Regions from separate parts of the Sus scrofa genome. Here region 1 is linked to region 2. A link is a contact called in public HiChIP or PLAC-seq data. All regions are on one chromosome and are shown on one strand. The core of a region is the stretch at or near the end of the contact, and the rest is flanking DNA. Distances in the headings are between cores, read along the strand shown. Region 1 overlaps TLDC2 (TLD domain-containing protein 2). Region 2 overlaps TGIF2 (homeobox protein TGIF2).

Region 1 (4,905 bases), core at 307-2,806, 260 kb before region 2:
GAACATTGCCTGTCACCATTCTTGGTCCTCAGGTGACAGGGGGCTCGCTTACAGCCACAATCCACACTAAGACACTTGGTCATCTGTGTGTTGGACAGAATAGACTGCCCTCTGTGAAGGAGGCCTCACCGGCATCCAGGGCAGGTTCAAGCATCCGTTGCCTCGGGAAGCTGCCCACCATGAGGGCTTCAGCTCAGGACCCAGGCCTCCAGCTCCTTGATGCAGAACTGCTCCTGCCGGGCCAGCACCTCATTGTTGAAGGTTGCACAGGGGTGACTCCCCCCATGATACAAGTCTCCATCCAACCACAGCCCAAAGTGGCCACTAAAGAGAAGAGGGAAGTCTTGGCATGGCTCACTCCTGGGTGTTGAGACCTTTCAGGCTGCACCAGCAACTCTTGGCCACACCCTGACCACAGCCCCATTTTGCCTTTGTTTCATCTCTGCTTAAATCAATTTATCCCAAATTGTTAGGGACTTGCATGTTGTCCCCCAGAGTTTAGAGCATTTTTTTTTTAACAATTCAGTGATTTTTTGATAAATACATCCAGTGGTACAGCCATCACCACAATCCAGTTTTAGAACACTTGGAATGTTTTTAAGACAGCAATGCTTAACCAAAGGAGGGACTCTCACAAGTGTGGACCGTGAGCCCAAAACATGCCAAGAGAGCATCCATTGTAATCCCCTCGTTTGGCAGCAAACCTAGGCTGGAGCTGGGAGGTGGGTTACTGCAAGTCAGCAATGGCAGATATGTTCTCTGTCAGGGTGCCTCTCAATGGAGGCTTTTCAGGCAGTTGGGAGAGCAAAGAACTGGTACTAATCAAACAATGCTTTCATCTGTGCCCTCAGGATAAGACATTTTGCCTGAATTTGCAGGTCACACCAGACTAACCTTGTCTTCCTACCCCCCCCCCCCACCTCCCACCTCTTTCTCTTTCTCTCTGTCTCTCTCTCTCACAACACACACACACACACACACACACACACACACACACACACACCCCAGGTTCCCAGGCAGATGCATGCCTTCCTCTAGTGAGTTATACTTCATGTGATTACAGGGCTGATGGGTAAATTTGAGGCTTGCCCATCCTCTAACTCTAGCCTCTAGCCCACTGTGTGGAATGCTGTTCCCAAAGTTACACAAATTCAGATTAAGCTGTCACCATTTAAACACTTTGGAGGAGAATTCATGCCATCCTCTCAATATTGACTCAGAGCGGGGGTTAGGGTTTTGGCTGAGGGACTGGGAAATGTCCCTGGGAGTGGAAAATGTGGAAGGGAGAGACTTGAAGGTTAACCAGCAGCCTTCCCATTTTGTCTGGAGCAGCCTAGCCAGTGTTTTCAGATGGGAGAAGGAACCAGGGCACAGACCATCTCAAGACTCAAGACATGGGGAGAACTGAGACACGCACCTGCCACAGCCTATCATCAGTAAATCCAAGTCTCCTTTCACAAAGAAAGAGTTGCTTCCTGTCCACTTAAAGACCTGTGATGACAGGAAAAGCCTCTGGTTACTAGGTGAATCCTGCCCTTGCAGTCTGACTCTATACCACTGGGTGGCAGTGTTGTGGAGGGAACACAACATCCAGGCCCCAGATACGCTGCATTCAGAAGTACTTAGGGCTCCTGCCTCTTGCAATATCTTTTCAGTCTCCCTGGAGTTCACCTCCTCTTGCCTCCCAAGCTGAATTCCCACAGCCCCAAAGCCCTTCTATTCTAGAAATAGGCCAGAACTCTCTGAGGCTTCCTGCTTCCGAAGCTGGAGAGAGGAGGGGAAAAGTCCCAGTCAGGAGTTGGGCCCTGACCTTACCATTGACTGTTTGCTCCCACTTGATACCAAGTCTGCTCACTCCCCTACCCCTTTTGCTGCCTCCCACTCAGTTCCTCAGCAAGTGTTGTGGGTCCCACCCTAAAGAGACCCAACTACCACCATTTCTGTCCCATCCATCCTGGCCAGTCACTCTTCCCTGGATGACAGCTTCCTATGGGTCTCTGCTTCTACTGTCTCCTGCCCACAGCCCATCTCTGCATGGCAGTCCGAGTGGTCTATCAAAATGTAATCGCATATTGGCCCTCCTCTGCTAAAGCCCTCCGATGGCCCTGGCAATGGGAATGGAATCCAGCTCCTTCCAACAGCCAAAAGCCCAACCTGCTCTACCCTTGATTTCCTTTCCAGCCTCTTCTCCTCCTTACTGATTGTACCTCATCCACACTGGCCCTTCTGCCCCTGGAACACCTGAAACTATTGCTCTTCCAGAACCTTCACGCTGACTGATCCCTTTGTCCAGAGTGCTCTTCCCCCAGCTCCTCAAATGGCTCATGGCTCACTTCTCATCTTTCAGCCCAAATATCATCCCAGAGAAATTTTAAGTAGCCCCTCTTCCCAGGCCCTGTTCATATAGCAACATCCCACTGCCTGCCCTGCTAACACATAAAGCTCCATGAAGTCTGTCTTGATTCTAGTAATATTCCCAAGACTTGCTCTAGATGTTTGTCGAGGGAACAAATTGTTCAAGAGTCAATGTAGCTAATAAAAAGATTTTTAAAAGGCCACAGAGTAAAGCATATAATTAATTGCAAAAAAATAAATAATCTGAGTAACCAAAGGGTTTTTAGCAAGAAAATGGACTAATAAAAGATAAGCTTTGGACTCAGAAGAGATAATATTTAACAAGTGACCACAAGAAGACAGAACTATTCAAATCCTCTGCTTTCCTTAAGGAACATGACCTTGAAATTTAAAGGAGGAAGATAAACATTGCTACAGAAAAAATTAAGACCATGTTTGTGGTGCTTCTTGGAATTGTGGTCAAGGAACTGCTGGGAATTCATGAAGAACACAAGAAGTGCCAGAAGACCAAAGACTGGCAAAAATTAACCAGTTTTTGACAAGATGAGATTCCATAACAATAGCCTGGGAAGACTAGTAATCCACTGAAACAATCATTCATTCCATTCAAGAATTTTTTTAGGAGTTCCCTTTGTGGCTCAGTGGTTAACGAACCTGACTAGGATCCATAAGGATGCAGGTTCAATCCCTGCCCTTGCTCAGTGGGTTAAGGATCCAGCATTGCTGTGAGCTGTGGTGTAGGTCACAAATGCGGCTCAGATCCCGCGTGACTGTGGCTGTGGCATAGTCTAGCAGCTACAGCTCCAATTTGACCCCTAGGCTGGGAACTTCCATATGCTGTGGGTGCAGCCCTAAAATAGCAAAAAAAAAATTAGCATTTAGCGCCAGGCACTGTTTTAGGTACTGGATAGAACAGTGAGCATAGACAAAAATTCCTCTCTCCTGAGACTCCCATTCTCGTGGCACAAGGAAGGTAAATAAGTAAAATAAATAATATGTTAGGGGGTGACAACGCTAAGGAGAAAGAAGTAGAGAAGGACGATGAGTTTCCAGGGGCTGGAGTGTTATAAATTTAAGCCAAGTGGTCAGGGAGGGCTTGGTGGAGAGGGCTATATGTGAACAGAATCTTGAAGGAAGTGAGAACTGACCCACGTGGAGATCCTGTGGAGGGCATGCTAAGCAGAATAGCCTGTTCAAAGGCCCTGAGGTAGGAACGGCTTATGTGTTTAAAAACCAGCCTAGAGGTCATTGTGGCTACAGCAGAGTGAGGGAGAGGGAAAGTAGCAAGAAATGACATCAGAGAGAGGTCAGAAAAGGCAGGGACTTGTGGGTTATTGTGAAGACTTTGGCTTTTCTCTGAGGGAGAGGGAAGTCACTGGCAACATGGCACCCAGGAGTGACATGCTCTGACTTAGGTTGTAAAAGGGTCACTCCAGAAACTGTGCTGACTGGAGATGGAGGTAATAGGAGGCTCTAGCAGGAAACAGGCAAGTAATGATGGTGGCTTGAACCAGGGCGACAGCAAAGGACATGGTGAGAAGTGGTAGCTGCTGGATAGAGATAGGAAGAGAAAGAAGAGCCATCACACTAGGCTGACAGCTCAGATGTAGGTGTGAAGGAGTTAAGAAGGACTCCAAAATTTTGAATTTCAATGGCAGGAAAGATGGAGGCACTGTTAACTTCGTCAGGGAAGTGGCAGGAAGAAAATCAGCTTTGAACACGTGACGCTTGAAATGCCATGCATGATCCAATTGGAGACACTGGGGAGTGACTGGAAAAGGAAAAGAGGGTAGTCAGAGAAAAGATGAGAACCAACACCTGAGCTCGGAGACCTTGTAGTGTTAAAAGGTTGGGGAGATGAGGAGGAACCAGCAAAGGATTCTGCCAGGGAGGTGTCGGTGCAGTAGGAGGAACATTCTGCAGCTTGAGAATTCTAGTTGGTGAACTCTGGTGAAGGCTGCTGGTGAAGACTAGTATCCAGCCTGGGTTTCCTAGAACAAGTGGCCCCTCTCCTGGTCCCTGATAAGATTAGATGGCTAGGCTGGCCGATGGAGGCAGTGCAATGGGTATGGTGCGTTTTGCCTTTAGCAAGGCAGTCAGTCCCAGCTCCTTGTGACCGCCTTGTCATGTGACCAGGTGACCATATTTCTGGATGTAGCCGTGGGTGTCCTGTGCATCGGAGAGGACATCTCTAATGGCAGCCATGCACCTGGAACAAGCACTTCCCCCATTTGGTCTGTCTCGTTCTTTCAACTTCCTCTTCTCTCTCGCCCTCTGAAAAATCAGCTTGGCCAAACCCTGGTTGTGAATGAACCCTCCCATCCCCGCTCTCCCTGCCTGAGCCTGAGGTACCAAATGTTGCTAGAGAAAAGCACAAACACCAAAGTAACTGGCCTCAGACCTCCACTCAGCACTCTTGTTTCTCTAGTTTTTTTCCAGCAGGCTTTTCTTTCCATTCCTCTGACACCTTCGCGCCCCTTGACCTTCACACCCTCTCCCATCCCCACCCTTAGCTGATGGCCTCAACTGACAAGGCAAAGAAGATAAAGC
Region 2 (5,134 bases), core at 759-3,258:
TGCTTCTTAGCACAGCATGCAATTTAAAATTTATGACTTGTCGGAGTTCCCGTCGTGGCACAGCGGAAATGAATCCAACTAGGAACCATGAGGTTGCGGGTTCAATCCCTGGCTTCACTCAGTGGGTTAAGGATCCGGCATTACCGTGAGCTGTGGTGTAGGTCGCAGACCCGGCTCGGATCTGGCGTTGCTGTGGCTGTGGCGTAGGCTGGCAGCTGCAGCTCCGATGAGACCCCTAGCCTGGGAACCTCCATATGCCATGGGTACAGCCCTCAAAAGACAAAAGAGAAAGAAATAAAGCTAAAAATAAATAAAATTTATGAACTGTTTATTTCTGGAATTTTACAGTTAATATTTTTGGACTGAGGTTGATAGTGAGTAACTGAAACTGAAAATTGAAACCATGGTGGGGTGGAGCAAGGGGATTCCTGTATACTTTTATTTAAAAATTTTCCACAGTGAATGTGTTCTACTTCTGTAATTAAAATGACAGTCTCAGAAAGGTTACACCTCACCTTCAGGCCACTAGTCTCTTAGGGGCCAAAGGAAGTCAGATGGTTTGAGGGCACTACTTGGTGGTACCCTTCTTCTTCTCATCTTGTAACCTTGAAAGATAAGAAGCTGTCTTCCCAACCCAGCAGTTTTTTGGGGATAAGTCAGTGTCCTGATTATAAACAATCAGGACCCTGGAGCAATAGCAGGAGTATCTTTTATGGCATCAGTGAAACGTGCAAATTCCTGGACTCCCTGGGGGTAAGGTCTGATGCTTGAGAACTACTTCTCTGGGTAGCCAGTCCCAGTTCTGCTGCTTGAAAGCTGTGTGGTATTGGCAAGTTATTTTGACAGTTCTGTTTTATTCTCAACACTATGCTGAGGCCAGATAGGAACAGTAACATATGGATTATCCTATTTTCATCCTCCTCTAAGAGGTGAATATTACTATTCCCATTTTATTGATGAGGAAACTTGAGTTTCCAGTGGTAAACTGACTTACCCATGGGCACAACAGCTAATAGTAAGTGACAGAGCCAGAATTTGTAGCCAGGCTTGGATCTGGTGCTTTGGAAACAAACTAGTAATGTTGAGAGCAGTGATGAGATTATTATTTACACATCTCTCCTCAGTTCCAGACCTTATTTTCTAGGTCCAATGGCTAACATCATGAGGTTAGAGCCTCACGGAGGTATACTTGGCCCCTTCCCTCTGAAAGCTTGCACATTTGCAGCTTCTAAACTCAAGTGTACTTTTAAAATTCCAGCGTCCTGCAGTAGGGCAGTGGGTTAAGGATCCAGTGTTGTCTCTGTGGTGGCTTGGCTTGGGTCACTGCTGACACGTGGGTTCCATCCCAGGCCTGGCACAGTGGGTTAAAAGGATCTGGTGTTGCCACAGCTACAGCTCAGATTTGATCTCTGGCCCAGTAATTTCCATATGCTGCAGGTATGGGGCAAAAAAAAAAAAAAAAAGAAAAGAAAAAAAGAAATCCAAAGGCCTGAATCCTACCCTAGAGATTCTTATTCACGAGGCTAAGTTGGGGAAGTTTCCCAGTGGGTCTGTGAGGCCGGGATCTGTGGAGAAATGACCACTTTCAAAAACAGTGGAAAGGAAGAGGCCTTCCTTGAGCATCAGTCTAAAGGCAGTATCCCCCTACCCCCCATCACTGCCACTTTTACTTTTTTTCCTTTACTGTTGGACACAGGGTCTAGGTTTACACTGATATCCAAGGACTTGAAGCATCATCACGGCCCCCTTGTGAAGAACAGGAGCACAGAGTCAGGTGATACAGTCAACTCAACAGCAGATATTCAAGATGAGGGAGCACAAATGCCTTTAAAAGCTCTTTCCTAAATCAGAGTGTTAGAAGCAAGGTAGATGTCCTTATATAATGTTCTTAGGCTTCAGAGGAGGGGCCCTAGCTACATTTTCCGTTAGCTTTCATTATCTAGAGTGCTTGCTCACTCCACAGCTCATCAGTCTGAAGCCTAATACAGAAGACACTTTTACTTTCAGTTCCTTGAAAAGCATCTGTAAGAAGCCATCTCTCCTGAGGCAGCTGAACCATCCAAATTACTTCCCCCTTTAGGAACATTTAGGGAAATATTAATATTCATTTTCCAGATGTAAAATGAGTATTAAACTTATTCTGAAGAGCCCTTCCAGCATGTTCATATTCTGCCAAGCCCCAGTGTCCAGCTTGACACTGACAGAGGGAAATGGGAAAACCAGGACCTTGGATGAATGGCTAAGGAAGTTGGGGCACTTTAATCTGGGGAACTTAAGCAGGGAGGCTCCATCTCCAAATGCCAAAAGGATGAGTGACCTGTGGGAAAATCAATATCCTCTATCTGGGTGTTCTGGGGAGAAATCAGGAAGAAACCTGATTTGGTTCAGTGGAAGAAACTCCTAGTACTCAGCCCAAACCATGTTAGAGAGCTGGATGCCAGTAGGTCGTGAACTGCCCATCACTAGTTTGTGTGAGAGGGACAGACCTCAGGGTGACCGTAAAGCGAGACAGACTTGAATTAATATCGCACTTAGTCCTGGCTGTGTAGGTTCAGGCAAGTAACTTAAAATTCTGTTTCTTTACCTATGAGAAGGGCACCTCATTTCTTTCATGAATGTATACAAAAATTAAAAGATGTTTGGGTTGCAGTGACAATGTTTAGTCATTTCATTATGACAGAAATGCAACCCATAGCTAGCTTAAGCAAAAGGGAATTTACTAGCTTACATAACAGGGAAGTCCAGAGATGGCACTGGTTTCAGACATGACCAGGGTATCCACGCAGCACCTCTGCTTCCTTCTGTGCTGGCTTCATATTGTGGTCATGCTCTTGCCTCGCTGGGAGAGGGGGAGGACGAAGCTGCCAGCTCAAGTTCCCTCACCACTGAGCAACCCCAAAGCTTGATCTCTGACCCCAGGGAAGACTGGTCCAGCTTGGGATACATATGACCCCTGCACACTGTGATGAGGATGACATGGGATGGGTTGAGACCAAGGAAAGGGGGAGTACACAACACTTCTAAGCAGCTACTAGAGGGAGGGTGAAAGGTAAGGTAGGGTAAGAACTCAGCAGTTATCCTGTCTCCAGGCTGGGCCCAGGTCACAGTGCATCAGTCTTTCTGCTTTGAAAAACAAAAACAAAAAAACAACTTTATTTGACAAAAGACAAGAACAAAAGTTATTTACAGTAGTTCTTTGCTCAAATAATTCAACGGGTAACTGTGCTTCTCCTCCAGGTTTATCTCACAACCAAACAGAGCAGAGGCTGGCCCACTGCCAGCCTCCCCATCTCGTACAAGGGGGGAATGCCAACCAGAATTCAGCAGCATGGCTCCCTCACCCCTTACCACCTCCACTGCTCAGTGCACTGTGGGAAGGGAAGATCCCACCCCAGCCCAATACACTTCCAGGGTCCCCCTGCTTCAAGTAGGGGACTTGTAGCAGTCACACCAGACCTGGGCTCACAGACACGGCTGGGGTGGAAGAGGCTGGGCAAGCAGTAGCTTCAACTGATTTTGAAGCTGCCATGTTGATTCTTCCCCGGCTGGGCCTCAGGAGGGTGAGGATCCCTGATCCCCCCGGGGCATGCAAGGAGAGGGCACAGGGAGGGCATGGGAGCAAAGGAGAGAGCCCGGAGAACTTGCCCACTAATAGAGAGCAACACTCCCTGTCTTAACCACCCAATCCCCATTCCCACAGCAATGAACGGGCCAAGCTACTCAGGAGTTGGGGAGCCCCCTTGAAGCCTTCAGGGGTCATCCCAGAAAGGACAGAACTCACACTGCTGCCCTTCTCCCAGCCAGGCTCAGCCAACACCCACGAACTCTCCCCGTGCCTAACCTGGCAACTTTAGGAAACTACAGGCTAGGGTTCCTGACCTGTCTTTTGACCCAGTAACAATGTTACTCAGAACAAAAATATTTCAGCTAATAACCTAGGATTAGTGTTTCTTAGGATATACTAAAGATGGGGTGTACTGCTGTTGAATGCTGTCAGCAATGAAACAGCAAAGTAAAAACTGGGGAGGAGGGAGGAGAGTAAGACTAAGTGTGATCTGTTTCACTGTGAAGTACAGGGCAGGGGCTTCTGCCACTCGACTTTAAAGAAACGTGCAACACAAAGACACAGCGAACAAGCTTCAGAACCGATTTCCAGCCTCAGGGCAGTTCCCCAGGCAGCTGGGGTACTATTCCATGCTTCCTCCAGGAATAGTTTCCTCCCACCATCATGGGGAACGCTGCCTGTGTGAGTCCGCTAAAAGGGCTTCCTGACCAGTAGATGGCTCACTTCTCTCCAAGTAGGAGCTATAGGGAGCTTTAAACATTCTTGCCCCAGTAATCCAAGTTCCTAGAAGGAATTAAAAACTCAGGCTGGGGGGTGAAGCTCTGAAGGATAAAGAAGGGGAAAACAATTAAAGAGAAAGAAAAAACCACCCCACTGCCGCAATCTAGCTTACCTCCCTACCCCCACCCCCACTACAGTAAAAACAAACCAAAAAAACCCCCCAAAAAACAAAAACAAAAAAAAACAACCCCCCCCCCAAAACCACTTCTCTGTTTTTAACATCCTTCTCTGCTCTGCACTTAGAAGGTTTGGTCAGATTCTTTGTTGGACCCTCTCACTGGCTGTGGCTTTATCCCCTTTTCTGCATGACAGAGATAAGCCAAAGCCCATACAGTATTTTTTGGTAAACCAAACCAACAATAAAACAACCATGGAATTTTGCAGAGATATGGCTGGTCCCCCAAATGAAAATACTTTCTTGTAAGACAATCACCAATTGCAGTGTTGGATTATTCCCAGTTCATCAGACTCCATCACACAACGTACTCTCACTCCCCACACCTGGGCTAACTACTCCCGTTAATGCAAACCACAGCAAAGGGGAAAAATAAACACAAAGTTTAGCGAAAACCTAAACATTCAACTGGAGTCAGTTCTGTTACATCTGCTGGGTTCCTTTTTTCTTTCGTTCACACTTACGAACTTGGAATGTCCACACCTGGCTTAACAAAGAGGCCTTGTCAGAGGCAACTTGGACCCAGCGTAGGTCTGAACGTGGTAGGTTCCCTGTGCCCAGCCCAGGAAAGCAGGCTGGAACAAAGATGTCCCGGGGGGGTTCTCTGAAGAAAC

Evidence for each region. HiChIP or PLAC-seq counts read pairs in DNA pulled down with a chosen protein or histone mark.
Region 1: a contact with region 2 is called in an H3K27ac HiChIP or PLAC-seq map of alveolar macrophages. The contact joins two enhancer-like sites. A contact is called at or near these places in 1 of 47 Hi-C or Micro-C datasets (fetal skeletal muscle) and 2 of 2 datasets of contacts at active chromatin or transcription factors (alveolar macrophages and skeletal muscle).

Annotation. Positions count from the first base shown.
Region 1 is chr17:40,112,357-40,117,261 of Sscrofa11.1, reverse strand. It overlaps TLDC2 (TLD domain-containing protein 2), which reads right to left. Exons shown (of 6, transcript XM_021078148.1): 6 at 1-324. The coding sequence ends at 250. Among named protein-coding and RNA genes, the nearest start is that of TLDC2, 9.3 kb to the right of the region's middle. Within about 2 kb of position 1,556, at least 6 of the 83 cell types and tissues checked have an H3K27ac peak or open chromatin away from gene starts, as enhancers often do. A contact at or near this core is called in alveolar macrophages, where this site is marked.
Region 2 is chr17:39,856,150-39,861,283 of Sscrofa11.1, reverse strand. It overlaps TGIF2 (homeobox protein TGIF2), which reads right to left. Exons shown (of 3, transcript XM_021077897.1): 3 at 3,125-5,134. All of the region lies in intron 2 of LOC110257439 (a long non-coding RNA gene), which reads left to right. Among named protein-coding and RNA genes, the nearest start is that of C17H20orf24, 10 kb to the left of the region's middle. Within about 2 kb of position 2,008, at least 12 of the 83 cell types and tissues checked have an H3K27ac peak or open chromatin away from gene starts, as enhancers often do. A contact at or near this core is called in alveolar macrophages, where this site is marked.